2 separate regions of the Ovis aries genome follow, and region 1 is linked to region 2. Evidence: chromatin contacts called from public Hi-C data. All regions are on one chromosome and are shown on one strand. Each heading gives the region's core, a stretch centred on a gene start, on an enhancer-like site or on the middle of the called end of the contact. The rest is flanking DNA. Distances are from core to core; before and after follow the strand shown. Region 1 holds the start of DHFR (dihydrofolate reductase). Region 2 holds the start of RARS1 (arginyl-tRNA synthetase 1).

Region 1 (7,243 bases), core at 2,883-5,382, 240 kb after region 2:
AACTTCTATGCAGAGTACATCATGAGAAACGCTGGACTGGAAGAAACACAAGCTGGAATCAAGATTGCTGGGAGAAATATCAATAACCTCAGATATGCAGATGATACCACCCTTATGGCAGAAAGTGAAGAAGAACTAAAAAGCCTCTTGATGAAAGTGAAAGAGGAGAGTGAAAAAGTTGGCTTAAAGCTCAACATTCAGAAAACGAAGATCATGGCATCCGGCCCCATCACTTCATGGGAAATAGATGGGAAACAGTGGAAACAGTGTCAGACTTTATTTTTTTGGGCTCCAAAATCACTGCAGATGGTGACTGCAGCCATGAAATTAAAAGATGCTTACTCCTTGGAAGAAAAGTTATGACCAACCTAGACAGCATATTCAAAAGCAGAGACATTACTTTGCCAACTAAGGTCCATCTAGTCAAGGCTATGGTTTTTCCTGTGGTCATGTATGGATGTGAGAGTTGGACTGTGAAGAAGGCTGAGCACTGAAGAATTGATGCTTTTGAAGTGTGGTGTTGGAGAAGACTCTTGAGAGTCCCTTGGACTGCAAGGAGATCCAACCAGTCCATTCTGAAGATCAACCCTGGGATTTCTTTGGAGGGAATGATGCTAAAGCTGAAACTCCAGTACTTTGGCCACCTACCTCATCGAAGAGTTGACTCATTGGAAACGACTCTGATGCTGGGAGGGATTGGGGGCAGGAGGAGAAGGGGACGACAGAGGATGAGATGGCTGGATGGCATCAGCGACTCGATGGACACGAGTCTGAGTGAACTCCGGGTGTTGGTTATGGACAGGGAGGCCTGGTGTGCTGAGATTCATGAGGTCGCAAAGAGTTGGACACGACTGAGCGACTGAATTGAACTGAACTGAAACCTCTACCATTAAGAAATGGAACACGATTTTCTTGCAGTAAATTTGTTACAGTACTTACTTGAGTTCTCTACTGAGAACTATATTAATTCTGTCCTTTAAAGGTCGATTCTTCTCTGGAATGGAGAACCAGGTCTTCCTACCCATAATCACCAAATTCTGTTTACCTTTAAAATCACATGGAAAGAATAAATATATTTTGGGAGCATATATATATATTTTTATATACTTATACATATATGCATAGATGATGGTCATAGTGACACCTAGTGGATCTGCTTTAAAAATTAAAATTAAAAACAGCTTTACCAAAATTTATCATGTCATCCATTATCTAAGTCTAGTAACTATTATTCCCTTTGCCTTTAGCCAATTTATAACCAATATATAGCTTTAATCAACTGTAATCATGTACATTATAGTAGTTAAAAGCAAAGATACTGGGATGAAGTGCTAAAATCGAATGTATTCTGTCATCTACTGAGCTAGTCATGTGTATTTCCTGTGCTTTATTTTCCTTACCTATAAAATGGAGATAACAATGGTTCCTTGTAGAGTTGTTATGGGTATTTAAGACTTATTTATTGTTATGGGCAATTGAGTTCTTAAGGGTATTTAAGTTGTTAGGGGTATTTAAGGGCTTCCCTGGTGGCTCAGATGATAAAGTGGCTGCCTACAATGCAGGAGACCTGGGTTTGATCCCTGGGTTGGGAAGGTCCCCTGGAGAAAGAAATGGTAACCCACTCGAGTACTCTCGCCTGGAAAATCCTATGGACGGAGGAGCCTGGGAGGCTGCAGTCCATGGTGTTGCAAAGAGTCGGACATGACTGAGCTACTTCACTTCTGGTGGCTCAGCTGGTAAAGAATTCGCATGCAATGTGGGAGACCTGGGTTCGATCCCTGGGTTGGGAAGATCCCCTGGAGAAGGGAATGGTACCCACTCTGGTATTCTGGCCTGGAGACAGTCCATGGGGTTGCAAAGAATTGGACATGACTGAGTGACTTTCACATATACACATTATTTATATTTGCATACTTTATAGATTTAAATTACAGTAATTTTTCTTAAATTAGACTTCCCTGGTGGCTCAGATTGTCAATCCCCAGGTGTGGAAGATCCTCTGGAGAAGGAAATGGCAACCCACTCCACTCTTGCTTGGAAAATCTCATGGGAGGAGCCTGGTAGGCTACAGTTCATGGGGTTGCAAAGAGTCGGACACGACTGAGCGACTTTACTTACTTAATTTTTCTTAAAGATAGCTGCTTTATATTCTAAGCAATGAGCTTAAAACATTATCAATTGTGCCTCTATGCTTCTCTTTCAAGTATACTGCTTCTATAAAAACTTTACATATGTAGCTTCCATTTTTGTTTAATTACTTAGGAGGGAAAAACCTTGGGAGCTGCATATCTGGATCAAAGGAACATATACATTTCTGATTTTTGACATGTTCTGAGAGACTATCAAAGGAGTGCATGTGTCTGTTTTCTTGAAGAATCATCATTAGTTCGATTTTTTTCAAAACAAAAACATGAAATTTACAAACTGCAAAAAATTTTATTTTCCTCCAAGAATAAACACCCGCCCCCCCCCCCCTGTAATTCAGAGAACCCTTATACAATATGCACTATATTTTCAAGGACAGGACTTTATGTGTTCAATAAGATTATCAACTATTAATGGAGCTAACAGGTGAGTCATTCTGATGAGGAAAATGGCACAGACCTAACAACTAAGGTAGAAGTGATGAATGAAGGACGCAGGGAGACAGCCAAGACATCCTTGGTTCCCTTTCATTCATTCATTCATCCAAGAAATACTATATTTACTGAAAACAAGCAAACAGGCAGAGGATGCTCTTATTAGCAGGCCATACTTAAGATTCTTGAGAGCGTTCATGTCAATCCTTTGCCTTAAAGCTCTTGCCATCTTGTCTCCACCAGTGATTCAAGGGCCAAATCCAAGGACCTTTTATCCCTGCCACTACAGTTACGCTGCATCTGCTCCTTTCTGATTTATGGTTGCCCTGTTTACGCTGCTCCTGCTCCTCCAATGAACAAAGATACACTCCTCTTAGGTTTTAAATGGTCCTATCCCTCATGCCCATATTCTTTTCCCTGGTTATCCTCTTCTTGCCAGTGGCTCAGTTCACCTCGTTCCCTGGGCCTGAAGTTGTCTCGAATATCCTACAAGCACTTCAAAATCTTCATCATTAGAGCTGCTCACTATTCCCCATGTCACTCAGACTATCAAACTGGAAATGAGAGTTCATCCTTGCCTTACTGCACCACCTTCAACTTTCGGATCTCCAAATCGAGCATCTTGTAACCCTTTTTTGCCCTTTGTCCTATCCACTGCCATTCAGACATCTTACAGCAGCAGCGATTTCAAAAGCCTCTTCCGTTCTCCTTTGCGAGCACTGACCTCCACAGAAGCCTTTACCTAGCTTCCAATTTTGCCCAATACCTGAATTGTACGCGCCCACATCAAATTTCAAATAAACTTTTTTTTTTTAAGGAATGTTTAATGAGTCTTGGGAACTGTATACACACTGATGTTAAGACAAAAGGTCCAAGACTAACATGAGAAACTTTTCACTTAAGTAAAATTTGCACTGGTAAGCTTCCTCAGGCAAGACCTTTGGCAAACTTGAAGCACTTAAAAATGCCACATTACCTTCTTCTGAAGAGACTGTAGTCATTCTTTGGAAATACTTGAATTCATTCCTACAAGTTAAGAGAAACACGCAGTTCCTCAGAATGTGATCCCATGGGCTTAAGCTCTAAAGCCCCCCGACAAACGGGGCGCTGGTTGCGGGGTGGTGGTGAGGACTTTCAGGGCTGGGATTTTGCTCCCGGGGTAGGAGCCGGGAGTAAAGGTCTAGCCGGGCAGCTGGAGCGGGACGTAAATCAATAACTTGCAGTCAAGCTCCGGAAGCAGAATGAAGCCCAAGCCTAGCTCTCGCCAGCTCAGGTCACGAGACCGACCCCTCCTCCTCCCAGCGTCGGCGCGACGCGTCCCAGCTATCCCGATCAAGGGCCGTTGGCGCCAGCTTCCACTCTCGACCCATCCACCTCCCCGGGCTCAGCAGATACCTGAGTGGTGGCCAGGGCAGGTTCCCGTTCTTGCCGATGCCCATGTTCTGGGACACAGCGACGATGCAGTTTAGCGGACGAACCATGACAGCTGCAGGAAACACTTTCTAGCTAGCCGTGAACCGCGGTCTCCGCACAGCCAGCTTGGCGCGAAATTTTGGCCGCCCCGCCCCTCCAGCCCTATTTGCGTAGGCGAGACCGCACCCCCGTCCCGCCCCCCGCCCCGGCGCACCGCCGGGTCACGACGTGCTCGCGCCCGCAGACACCCCGGGAACTGCGGCCGCGGGCCCGCGCTCCCGGCTAGGCCCGGCTCTCGGGCTGTTGGCTCTCGGGCTGTTGACTCCCGGCCTTGCGATGTCGCGCCGGAAGCCGGCCTCCGGCGGCGCCGCTCCCGCCAACCCAGCGTCTGCAAAGCAGGCTGTTTTGAGCAGATTCTTCCAGTCTACGGGAAGCCTGAAATCCACTGCATCCCCAGCGGTTGCAGCCGAGAAGGCGGACCCTGACTCTGACTCCGCGGCGCCCCTAGCGTCCAAGCTCCCGCCGCAGTTGCAGCCACACGTGGTGGGTTCGGTCCAGGACGGGGCGGGGCAATCGGGGAGAGGGGGCGGGGCCAGACGGGCGGAGGCTGCGCTTGTGGGTGGGGCGGGATGAGGCGGGGACTGTGCGCGAGAATCGGCGAGGTGACTGGGCCAGACGAGAAAGGGGCAGGGCTCAGGAAGGAGGCGGTAGGAAGAGGTAGGCCCGCCTCCATCCTAGGTGCCCTTCGAACCGGGCTTCCCTTGTGGCTCAGCTGGTAAAGAATCTTCCCACAATGCTGCCTGGGTTCGATCCCTGGGTTGGGAAGATCCTCTGGAGAAGGGAAAGGCTACCCACTCCAGTATTCTGGCCTGGAGAATTCCATGGAGAAGTCCATGGGGTCGCACAGAGTCGGGCACGACTAAGCGACCTTCACTTCACACTTACACTTGAGGTATTAGTTTTGAGGTTACGGTCACACCAACTCTTAATGGCAGCCCTGAGACACAAACTCAGGTCTCCTGACGCCCATTCTGATGAGTAGGGTCAGAGGATACCTCTTTTAATCTCCATTCTACCCGCCCGCCCCCCCCCCACCTTTTCTTTCCCCCCTGAATTAAGGGTTGAAGAAGAGCCTTGTTCATTTTAATCTCCATTCTACCCGCCCGCCCCGCCTCCCCCCAGCCCCCCTCCCCCACGGCCCCCCTCCCCCGCCCCGGCCTGAATTGTGGGTTGAAGAAGAGCCTTGTTCATTTGTATTTGTTTAGTTAGGTGACTGGATGAAAACTGTCGTTAAAACAGCCTTGCCCAATGTTTCGGGTGATTACCAGTAAAAGTCATGATTTCTGTGCGGTTCCCTGGTGGCTGTACCTACCCCTTGTGGTTCAGATTATAAAGTCTGATACACGATATGAGTGGATAAAAGTTTCTTGAGACGATACAGATGTGCTAGTCGTTGGGTCCTTCCTGTTGCTTGCCATCCTTTGAGTAAAATAGTTTTGTTGCGTTTTTGACCAGAAACACTGCCACAAAGGAAAACCTAAGGGTGAGCCCTCATTGGGGCTCCCTGGTACAGCATTTCTCGAACTGAAAATGTGGAAGGCAGTTGTAGATTGGCTTTTAAGTAACCCTCCAGGTTTTGAAGCAGGTGACAGCTTGGCTGCTTCAAAATTTTGTTCCCTTCATTTATATTTCTTCTATAGAGGATTGTACCTCTCCTGTCTTTGTTTTTTGACCATAGTGTGCATTTCCATGAATTCACCAAGATTTTATTTTACACCTACTGTTTACAGGTCATTTGGTGAAGGAGCTAAGTTTTTGACAGTTTTTCTGTCAGCATACAGTCCATAATCTTGTGGCATCTTCAGTGGTAAAACATAAGCCAAGTTTGAATATGAAAGAGTTAAATTGCAATTAACATTTCAAAAATGATACCATTCTTTAATTATCTAAATATTAGTTTTTTTTCTTGAAGGTACTCTATTTAGCGTAGGTAAGTAGTGTGATTCATAATCTGAGCTAGGACAAGGCTGATTAAGTGAAGAAAAGTAGCAGCCTTGGTTCTAATTCTAGGACTGCTTGAGATGCCGAGGCTCGTGACCTGACCTCCAGCTTATCTTTGATGATGGTAGAACAGTTCACCCATAGCTCTAAGTAGACAATTCTATGAAGGGTGGATGGCAAGAACCTACTGTCATTCAGAAGTAAAGTTTAAATTATTTTGCATACATCAAATTTTGAGAGTAGAGATGACACATCCTTTTCTAACATAGGTTGCAGAAATTGACAGAAGTAAAAAGAGAGCACTGGAGAGTGATAGGCCTGTTAAAAAGAAAGCGAGGAAAGTCCAAGAAAAGGAAGGAAGTGATTCTGTAACGTCTGGAAACTCTGGTGAGTTCTGGGGCAGTTTTTCTTCGTTCTCACAAGTCATGGCTCTGATATTCTTGTGTTCTGAGGGAAGAGGAGGCTATAGGAGAACTGGGCCATTTTTTTCCTTTGTGGAGAAAGGCTTCCATTGTGCTTAAGCAGATTGGTACCTTCTTAAGTGGTGGTGTGTGGGTAGAAGGTTGGAGAAGTAGGGGTAAAAGCTGGAGTTCTGCAATTTGGCTGTAGTTCTTTCAATTTTCTCTTTTATTGCCTTTAGCAAATTTTGATCTTGATTATAAAAGTAAAACATTCTTATTATAAAATTTTCAAACAATTCAGAAACGTAGAAGGTAGACAAAGACCTCATAGTCTTTCTTTCAGTAAGGCCTACTGCTGATTTTTGGAGATGCTGTATATTCTTCCAGATTTTTCTACTTATGCACATCTATATGTATAAACATATACCACAAAGTAGTTAACGAATAGTATTTCATAAATTGTAATAGACTATATATACTAATTTGCAACAATTTTTCCCCTCTTAGAGCTTTTTGAACAACATTCAGTGTTAGGACGTGTAGATCTAGCCTGTCCTTTTTAATCATGGAGCTGTTTCTTCTGTATGTGAAAAGATTTTGGGTAAAACCACCATTCCTGAGCTCCCGGACTTCTAGCGGAGGTATTGGATACAGATACTTGAGCAAATTTTTCTTTAGTTAAGTGGCCTCAGACAGTTTATGATAGGAGAGGACAGAGAATGCTTCTTTCTTCATTATTCTCACGAAATTATGTAGGGAAAATGAAGTGAAGTGAAGTGAAAGTCACTCAGTTGTGTCTGACTCTTTGTGACCCCATGGGCTGTAGCCTGTCAGGCCCCTCTGTCCATG
Region 2 (7,710 bases), core at 3,859-6,358:
CAGGCAAGAGCTGTCCCCTCCCTGCCATAAAGATGAGGAGATTCTGCCACATATTTCCCTTTCTCCTTAGCAACACCTAATTTTTGTTAGTTACATGGTTATTTTTTATGTAGTTTAAAACAGACAGTCCCATTTACATGCTCCTCTGCAATGATCATCCAGCTTCCTATTATGAGTTGATTTGAAAATTAAGAACTGTTAACAGCATTTACAGTGCGATGGTTGAAGTAAATATTATTCACTATGGAAACAAAGTATGTTGGGTCATTAAACTTTTGTTCCGGGAAGGAAAAGTCAAAGATTCCATCATCTTTTCCTTCCCTATATTACCTTCTTCATTTCTTTCGCTCATGCTTAGTTCATTATTTCTCATTCCCTATGTCTTTATTTTTGGATTCCTAGTCTGAGAGCGAGTTCCATCAGTTCTACCTCCAAAGTGTATCGTGAATCTATCCATTTTATTTTTCCCTGTTACAACTTTGGTTCATTATCCCTCACCAGGATCACTTGCAAACCTTCTGTATTAGTTTGCTAATGATGCCATAAGGGTCTATCAAAGACTGGGGGGAGGCGGGCAGTGAGGGAGCTTCACCAACAGTTTATTTTCTCACAGTCCTGAAGGCTGCTGCTGCTGCTGCTGTTGCTAAGTCGCTTCAGTCGTGTCTGACTCTGTGCGACCCCATAGACAGCAGCCCACCAGGCTGCCCGGTCCCTGGGATTCTCCAGGCAAGAACACCAGAGTGGGTTGCCATTGCCTTCTCCAATTCATGAAAGTGAAAAGTGAAAGTGAAGTCGCTTAGTCATGTCCGACTCTTCGAGACCTCATGGACTGCAGCCCAGCAGGCTCCTCTGTCCATGGGATTTTCCAGGCAAGAGTACTGGAGTGGGGTGCCACTGCCTTCTCCATCCTGAAGGCTGAAAGTCTGAAACCAAAGGGTCTGCAGGCAAGGATGATTATTTCTGATGCCATGCCCCTTGACTTATAGATGGCAGTCTTCTCATGTGTCTGTACACAGTCTTCCTTCTGTGTGTGTGTACGTGTGTGTGCACGTGCGTGCGCGTGTGTCCTGTCTTATAAGGACACTGAACATATTGGATTAGGCCCCACGCTCACGACCTCATTTAAATTAATTCCCTCTGTAAAAGCCCTGGTGGTGGTTTAGCTGCTAAGTCGTATCTGACTCTTGGGACCCCATGGACTGCAGCCCACCAGGCTCCTCTGTCCCTGGGATTCTCCAGGCAACAATACAACAGTGGGTTGTCATTAACTTCTCCAGGGGATCTTCTCGACCCAGGGATGGAACCCGGGTCTCCTGCATTGCAGGCAGACTCTACCAGTTGAGCTACAAGGGAAGTAAAGGCCCTACCTCCAGATATAGCCACATTCTGAGGTACTAAGGGGTCAGGCCTTTGACATATGGATTGGGGAGAGAATACAATTCACCCTGTAACAGCTCAACTTCCTTTTGAAAGACAGAAATCTGATTTTTCTGCTACCCCATCCAATGGTTCACACTCTACTTAGAACTAAATGAAACCAGCCCCCACCCCCATCGCCTTCACTTACAAATTCCTCTGTGGTTTGGTTTTGCCAATCTTTCCATATCCGCTCACACCCAATCCCTCTTTCTGCTTTCCAGTAAACCTAGTTCCTGTCCGAGACCATTTGCGTTTGCTATTCCCTCTGTCTAGAACCCTGCTGACTGAAGGAAAAAAAAAAAAAAAAAACGGCACGAGGGCTTTCCCTGGTTGCATGCGGCACGCGGGCCTTCGCGGGTTGCATGCGGCACGCGGGCTTTCCCTGGCTGCATGTGGCATGCGGGCTTTCTCTAGTTGCAGAAAGCGAAGGCTGCTGTTGGTTGTGGAGGGCAGGCGTCCCACTGTGGCGGCTGCACTTGTTCCGGAGCGCAGGCTCTTGGTGAGCGCTCCAGTAGTTGTAGCACAGGGCTCAGTAGTTGTGGCCCTCGGGCTTAGCTCCTCTGCGGACTGTGAAATCTTCCTGGACCGGGGATTGAACCCATGCTCCTTGAATTGGCAGGCAGATTCTTATCCAATTATACCACCAGGGAAGTCCAGTTTTTAGGTTTTATTTAAACTTTTTTTTTGGTCGCACGGCATCTTCACTGTGGCATGTGGGCTTAGTTGCCCCCATAGCATCTCAGATCCTAGTTCCCTGACCAGGAACAGAACCTGTGTCCCCTGCATCCTGAGTGCCCTCAGGGTTCACTGTCCAGGGTGGCTGTCCTGTGATGGCAGCTGCAACATTCTTTGCTTACTGATATGGCAGGAAACATTTTTCGTTCACAACCCTCCCATTCATTACATTAAGAAACAGTTTATAAGCAATGTCCTGTGACAAACTGGGCCATATGCAATTCAGGGTGTAGGAAGACATTCTAAGAGGGGTTAGGGCCTTGGACACATGAGAAGAATCTATTTACAGATTGTTAATTTTTGTACATTCTTTCCTAAAAACTTTTTGCTTGCAAATTCAGTTATCCGATTCTCTTTTTATAGCTCTCTTTCCACAGAGAAAGGCATAACACTCCTCCCACTGCCCCAGGTGTAAACTAACAGGAACTGAACTAGGTATCCTTTGTCAGGAGGAGATTTTCCTCTACCCTCGAGGTTCTCTGGGCTTCCCCGGTGGCTCAGCTGGTAAAGAATCCGCCTACAAGGCAGAGACCTGGGTTCGATCCCTGGGTTGGGAAGATCCTCTGGAGAAGTGAACGGTCCCCCACTCCAGTATTCTGGCCTGGAGAATTCCACAGACTCTATAGTCCATGGGGTCGCAAAGAGTCGGACACGACTGAGCGACTTTCACTTCACTTCTAGGTTCTTTGAGCTGGCTGGCCTAAGAATTAAATGGACATGAGACAGTTTAGCAGGAGAAATCACAGGAACGTTTAATAATATGTATACACGGGAAAAACTCAGGAAAAATGAGGAACTCCCAAAATGGCCCAAACCCTCACCTTAAATACCACCTTCAGCTAAAGACAAAAGAGGCTATTAGGAGTAATGGTTTGGGAGTTCAGAGAAAAGCAATTCACAAGGAAATAGAAAAGCAAGTGATGGGTAAGTAAACATTTGAGATAAGTGTGGACTGTGATCTCTAGGCCCTGCCAGGTTTCCCCCAGCACACCTAGCCCATAATCTTTGCAGAGTTCGCTGGAGGTAGCTCTGTGCCAGGAACAGGCCCTTTATCTAAATTCCTTAGGGAGCTGGGGACATCTCTGGTGGTCCAGTGGCAAAAACTACATTCTCAATGCAGGGGGCCCGAGTTCAATCCCTGATCAGAGAACTAGATCCCACAGGCCACATCTAATGATCCCACATCCTGCAACCAAGATCTGGCAGAGCCAAATAAATAAATATTTTTTTAAAAATAAATAAAATTCTTTAGGCAGCCAGTTCAATTCAGTCACTCAATCGTGTCCAATTCTTTGCCACTCCATGGACTGCAGCACAACAGGCTTCCCTGTCCGTCACCAACTCGCAGAGCTTGCTCAAACTCATCTCCATCAAGTCGGTGACACCGTCAAACTATCTCATCTTCTGTGGTTCCCTTCTCCTCCTGCCTTCAATTTTTCCCAGAATCAGGGTCTTTTCCAAAGAGTCAGTTCTTTACATCAGGTGGCCAAAGTATTGGAGTTTCAGCTTCAGCATCAGTCCTTCCAATGAATATTTAGGACTGATTTCCTTTAGGATAGACTGGTTTGATCTCCTTGCAGTCCAAGAGACTCTCAGAGGCTTCTCCTATACCACAGTTCAAAAGCATCAATTCTTTGGTGCTCAGCTTCTTAGGCAGCTAATGGGGAGGTAAAAAGAAAAACTTCCTGAGTTTCCATTTAATAAAGAATAATCAGCCTAAATAATCACCGAAAAGATACATTTTGAGGTGGCAAATTTTGCTTCTCTACAACTTCAAGAGTTTTCCCTGAGAGTAATCCCTTTAGCACAAAATAAATTTGTTTAGAAGATGGCCCTTTTTCCTGCTTTATTTCGAAGGTGGACATCTGTCTGTCCATTGATTTGACCATCCACCAATTCATCCATCCTTCCCTCCATCCATTTTTCTCTCTTAGAGAAGTAAAAAGGTATTACAGGAACATATATTAACACTTGTGTTTGGGTTAAAAATTTTTAAAATGAAGTAAAAATGATATGAATTATTTGACTTGACAAAGAGAACTAGCTTTGCCAATTAATATAGTGGAAATTTTTCATAAATTGGATGAGCTAAATTCACAGCTCCACAGTTTTGATGAAAAACCATTAGCACTTATAAAAGAAACAACATGCCAGAAAATAGTTCATCACAACTATTCAAATTTGTGGAAAGAGCTTTCAGATGTCAACTTTTAAAAGTCTATAGGCTAGAGTATGAATTTTAAAAATTCTTATATGGGCCACAGAGGCAAAAATGTTTGGAGACCACTGTTTGAAGCACTGGGGCTCCTGGGAAAAGTGAACAAGACAAAGGCCTCTGGCTTCTCAGAACTTAATCCCAGATTAGCTGTTTAAAATTTTAATTCAAATGTTACCCGCTCAGAGAGACCTTCCCTAAGTCACCCTATCACATTATCTTCATGGCAGTTAAAACTGAGATTATTTATTTTTTTGTCTGGTATATCTATTTACTCTAAAATGTAACCTCCATGAAAGAGGGAACCTTGTCGGACTTGTCCAGATGGTGTTCCAGCGCCTGGAATAGTAGTAATGGCATATTAATGTGCATAATAAATGCTATTGGGGAAATTAATTTTGTTGGTTCTGTACCCATTTCACGGAGGGTTAAATGAAGCCCTTCTTAAACGCTGGCTTTAGTTAAGTTCCTCTGTCTAACTCCATTGAGCACAGAGCAGCTCTGGTCGGATTCCCCTCAAATTCTTTGCCGTCCTCCCAACGTGAGACTCTGAAGGCTTGCAGCCCTCATCCAGGCAGAAAATTCCCGGCGAATTTTCCTCGCAGTTTCTCCCGAATTCCACCAGGGGGCAGCAGAGGGGGAGGTAACGACACCCAGCCAGCCAAACGTGGCTGGGCGGGGCTGGGGAAGAAGGGGAGGGGTTCCGCTTCCGAGGGGGCTTACTGCTTCCGCTTCCGGCGACTTGGAGGTTAGGACGCTGACGCGAGGATGGACGCCTTAGTTGCTCATTGCTCCGCGAGGCTGCTGCAGCAGGTAGTACCTCATGGGGCCGGTGGGAAGGTTTGAAAGGGAGGTCCCAGGGCCCGGCTCCCGCCCGGGCAGCACCAGAACAACGGCAGCGAGGCGGGGACCGAACTGCTCCCTTGCGACAGGGGCAGCGGAGTCCCCATACACGGGCCTGCGCTGCCTCGGAAGTTAATGCCCTCCCAGGAACGCTTTCCAAGAGATGGGAGAGGAAGAACCCTGGGTTCCCAGGCCCGGGTGACAGTGACGTCCAGCGAGGCGGAGGGTTCCCCTCTCTTTGACACCCGCAAGCCAGCATCTACAGTGGGGCTGGAGCTTGGCGTGTCGAGTCCCGCCTCGACCAGTGCTCGTCCTTCCCCGAACACGCGTGCTCTGTCGGGGGAAGTGCGGGAACACACAAAGAGGAAAGTGGAGGGAGAGCAGGAGCCCTGGGCCCTGTTTGCAGCTCAGCACCCCATTCTGTCCGTGATACTGTGCAAGAGGAATCCTGAGATTCTTCTCAGTCCATGCAGGGGCTGATTATCAAGCTGGGGTTTGCTTCTTGCTTTCAGTATTCGTGGGGAAAGAACTGCAAGAGCTTGTCGAGAATTGACAGTTCCCTTACATTCTAGGTGCAGGTGGGGAAGGGTGGGAGGATGGGGACCGCTTCTTTGCTAAATCCGTCACGACTTGGTCAAGTAAATTGTCACATTCTTTATTGTTTCGAGTCATATGGCGTTTTTCAGTGTGGGGACATAGGTATACTCTTTGGGTTGTGATAAGAATGGAGATGATTTCTGAAAAGTGTTGAGCTCTGTGCCTGGAACACAGTATGCTCATTTATGGCACACTATGTTTTTTGTCTTTGCTGTAATTATGCCCAGATAAACAGTCAAATTTAAAGTGAGGAATCTCTCCTTGAATAACGCAGTTAGTTAGGTAGCTTTATTTCTTTTGAATTGACCTGTCTTTAGTTTTGGGTATTAGAGTAAAACATCTGTTCTAGGACTTAAGACACTGGAAAGAAAGAGATGATAAAAGGGGAAAGTCCTTTTGTCTCAGAAAAGGCAAAAGCGGAGGGACTTGAACCAAAGAAACAAGCCATCTGAAGGTGATCCCATTGCAGGCTTAACACTCCTGTTCCTCCCCTCCAACACATACAAATACTTTTTTCTTGCCAAGGATAGTATTGGTAATGTCATCAAAAAACTCAGAAAAAAACCACAACTTACCAAAGGCAAAGTCCTTAATTGCTATCATCTCTACCATGCTCAGGTGGAGAGGAGGGGAGATGAGGAAGTAAGTTTATGGTTCAATTTATCACATCTGGGAGTTATCAATCATGATGGACCAAGGTGGCTGTTCTTTCCTAGGAAAAAGAGATTAAGTTTCTGACTGCTGAAATTGATCGGTTGAAAAACTACAGCTGTTCAGAAGCTTCTGCAGATTTGGAGAAGTTGCGGGAAGAAAATTTAAAATTAAAGTATCGACTGAATATCCTTCGAAAAGTGAGTACTCTGGGCTTTGGTTTCATTCTACAATTTAAATTATTGTGTCTTTTTAAAAATCCTTGTTAGCGAAGATACTGAAAGAAATTTGGCAAAAGGACTTAAACCCTGTCCTTTCTCCCTGCATTAGACAAGTTAGGAGTAAGTTGTTGGTGCAGATAATGGAGAAATTGCTGTTTTCTCTCTGGGGCCCTTGAAATGTTTTCATCATACTGATGTTTAGCCAGCTTAATTTTCAGTAATCGCTTAAATCAGAATATTTTTAACTACACCCACAGTCCTTCTCTGCTTTAAGTTGGTTATTTTAGTTTTATTTTTTGTATTTTACAGTGTCATATTTGTGGGAAGGTTCTTTTTCCGTTAGTATTTTGGTACATTTTTTCCCATGAAGCTTGTGTTGTATTGGTTATTTCATGACTTCATAATCTTAACAGTGTTTATTGATTTTTGTCAAAAAATTGAGCTTGCTTCCGTTGGGGCTTTAATTTCTTGGCCTGCTTTTCAGGTCTACTGATGACACATCCTGGGCGATGGCCTCACTCCCTTGATTGTTCTGCTCTGTGTGTTCTCTACTACTTTCAGGCAGGTTGCACTGGCATTGTACCTTTTTTCCAAAGCTTACTCTTATGTATTCATCTTAAACTCGCCTGCCCCACTGCCATGAAGTCTTTTTTTATTGCCTACTGTGATCTCTTATGCTTAAAATAGCTTTGAGTCTTCTAAAATTAAAAAATTCCATTTCCAGGGAATTGTCCCCAAAATATCTCAACCTTTCTGATCACCTCATTCATTCTGCACTTACTTATATTCATTTCTCTATTTCAAGTCGAAACTACTGTTGAATACCTGATCTGTGCTGGAAGCTAGGAGGGAAAAGATACAAAAGGAAGTGCATTCTTTTGTTGTTGTTGTTGTTGGAGTGTGATTGCTTTACAACGCTGTGTTAGTTTCTCCTCTACAACAGCTGTGAGTCAGCTGTATGTGTACACATACACCCTCTCTCGGACCTCCTTCCCACCCCTCTGATCCTCTGCTACACAACACGTGTTA

What was found. Hi-C and Micro-C count contacts between places; a contact is called where the count stands out from the background.
Region 1: a contact with region 2 is called in a Hi-C map of muscle, with 7 times the contacts expected there. The contact joins the promoter of DHFR here to the promoter of RARS1 in region 2. A contact is called at or near these places in 7 of 16 Hi-C or Micro-C datasets (blood, hypothalamus, liver and 2 more).

What each region holds. Positions count from the first base shown.
Region 1 is chr5:78,319,694-78,326,936 of ARS-UI_Ramb_v3.0, forward strand. DHFR (dihydrofolate reductase) reads right to left here and starts at 4,133. Exons shown (of 6, transcript XM_004009054.6): 1 at 3,975-4,133; 2 at 3,556-3,605; 3 at 940-1,045. The coding sequence starts at 4,060. It overlaps MSH3 (mutS homolog 3), which reads left to right and starts at 4,235. Exons shown (of 24, transcript XM_042250722.1): 1 at 4,235-4,535; 2 at 6,263-6,380. The coding sequence starts at 4,329.
Region 2 is chr5:78,074,286-78,081,995 of ARS-UI_Ramb_v3.0, forward strand. RARS1 (arginyl-tRNA synthetase 1) reads left to right here and starts at 5,109. Exons shown (of 15, transcript XM_027970485.2): 1 at 5,109-5,182; 2 at 6,526-6,660. The coding sequence starts at 5,138.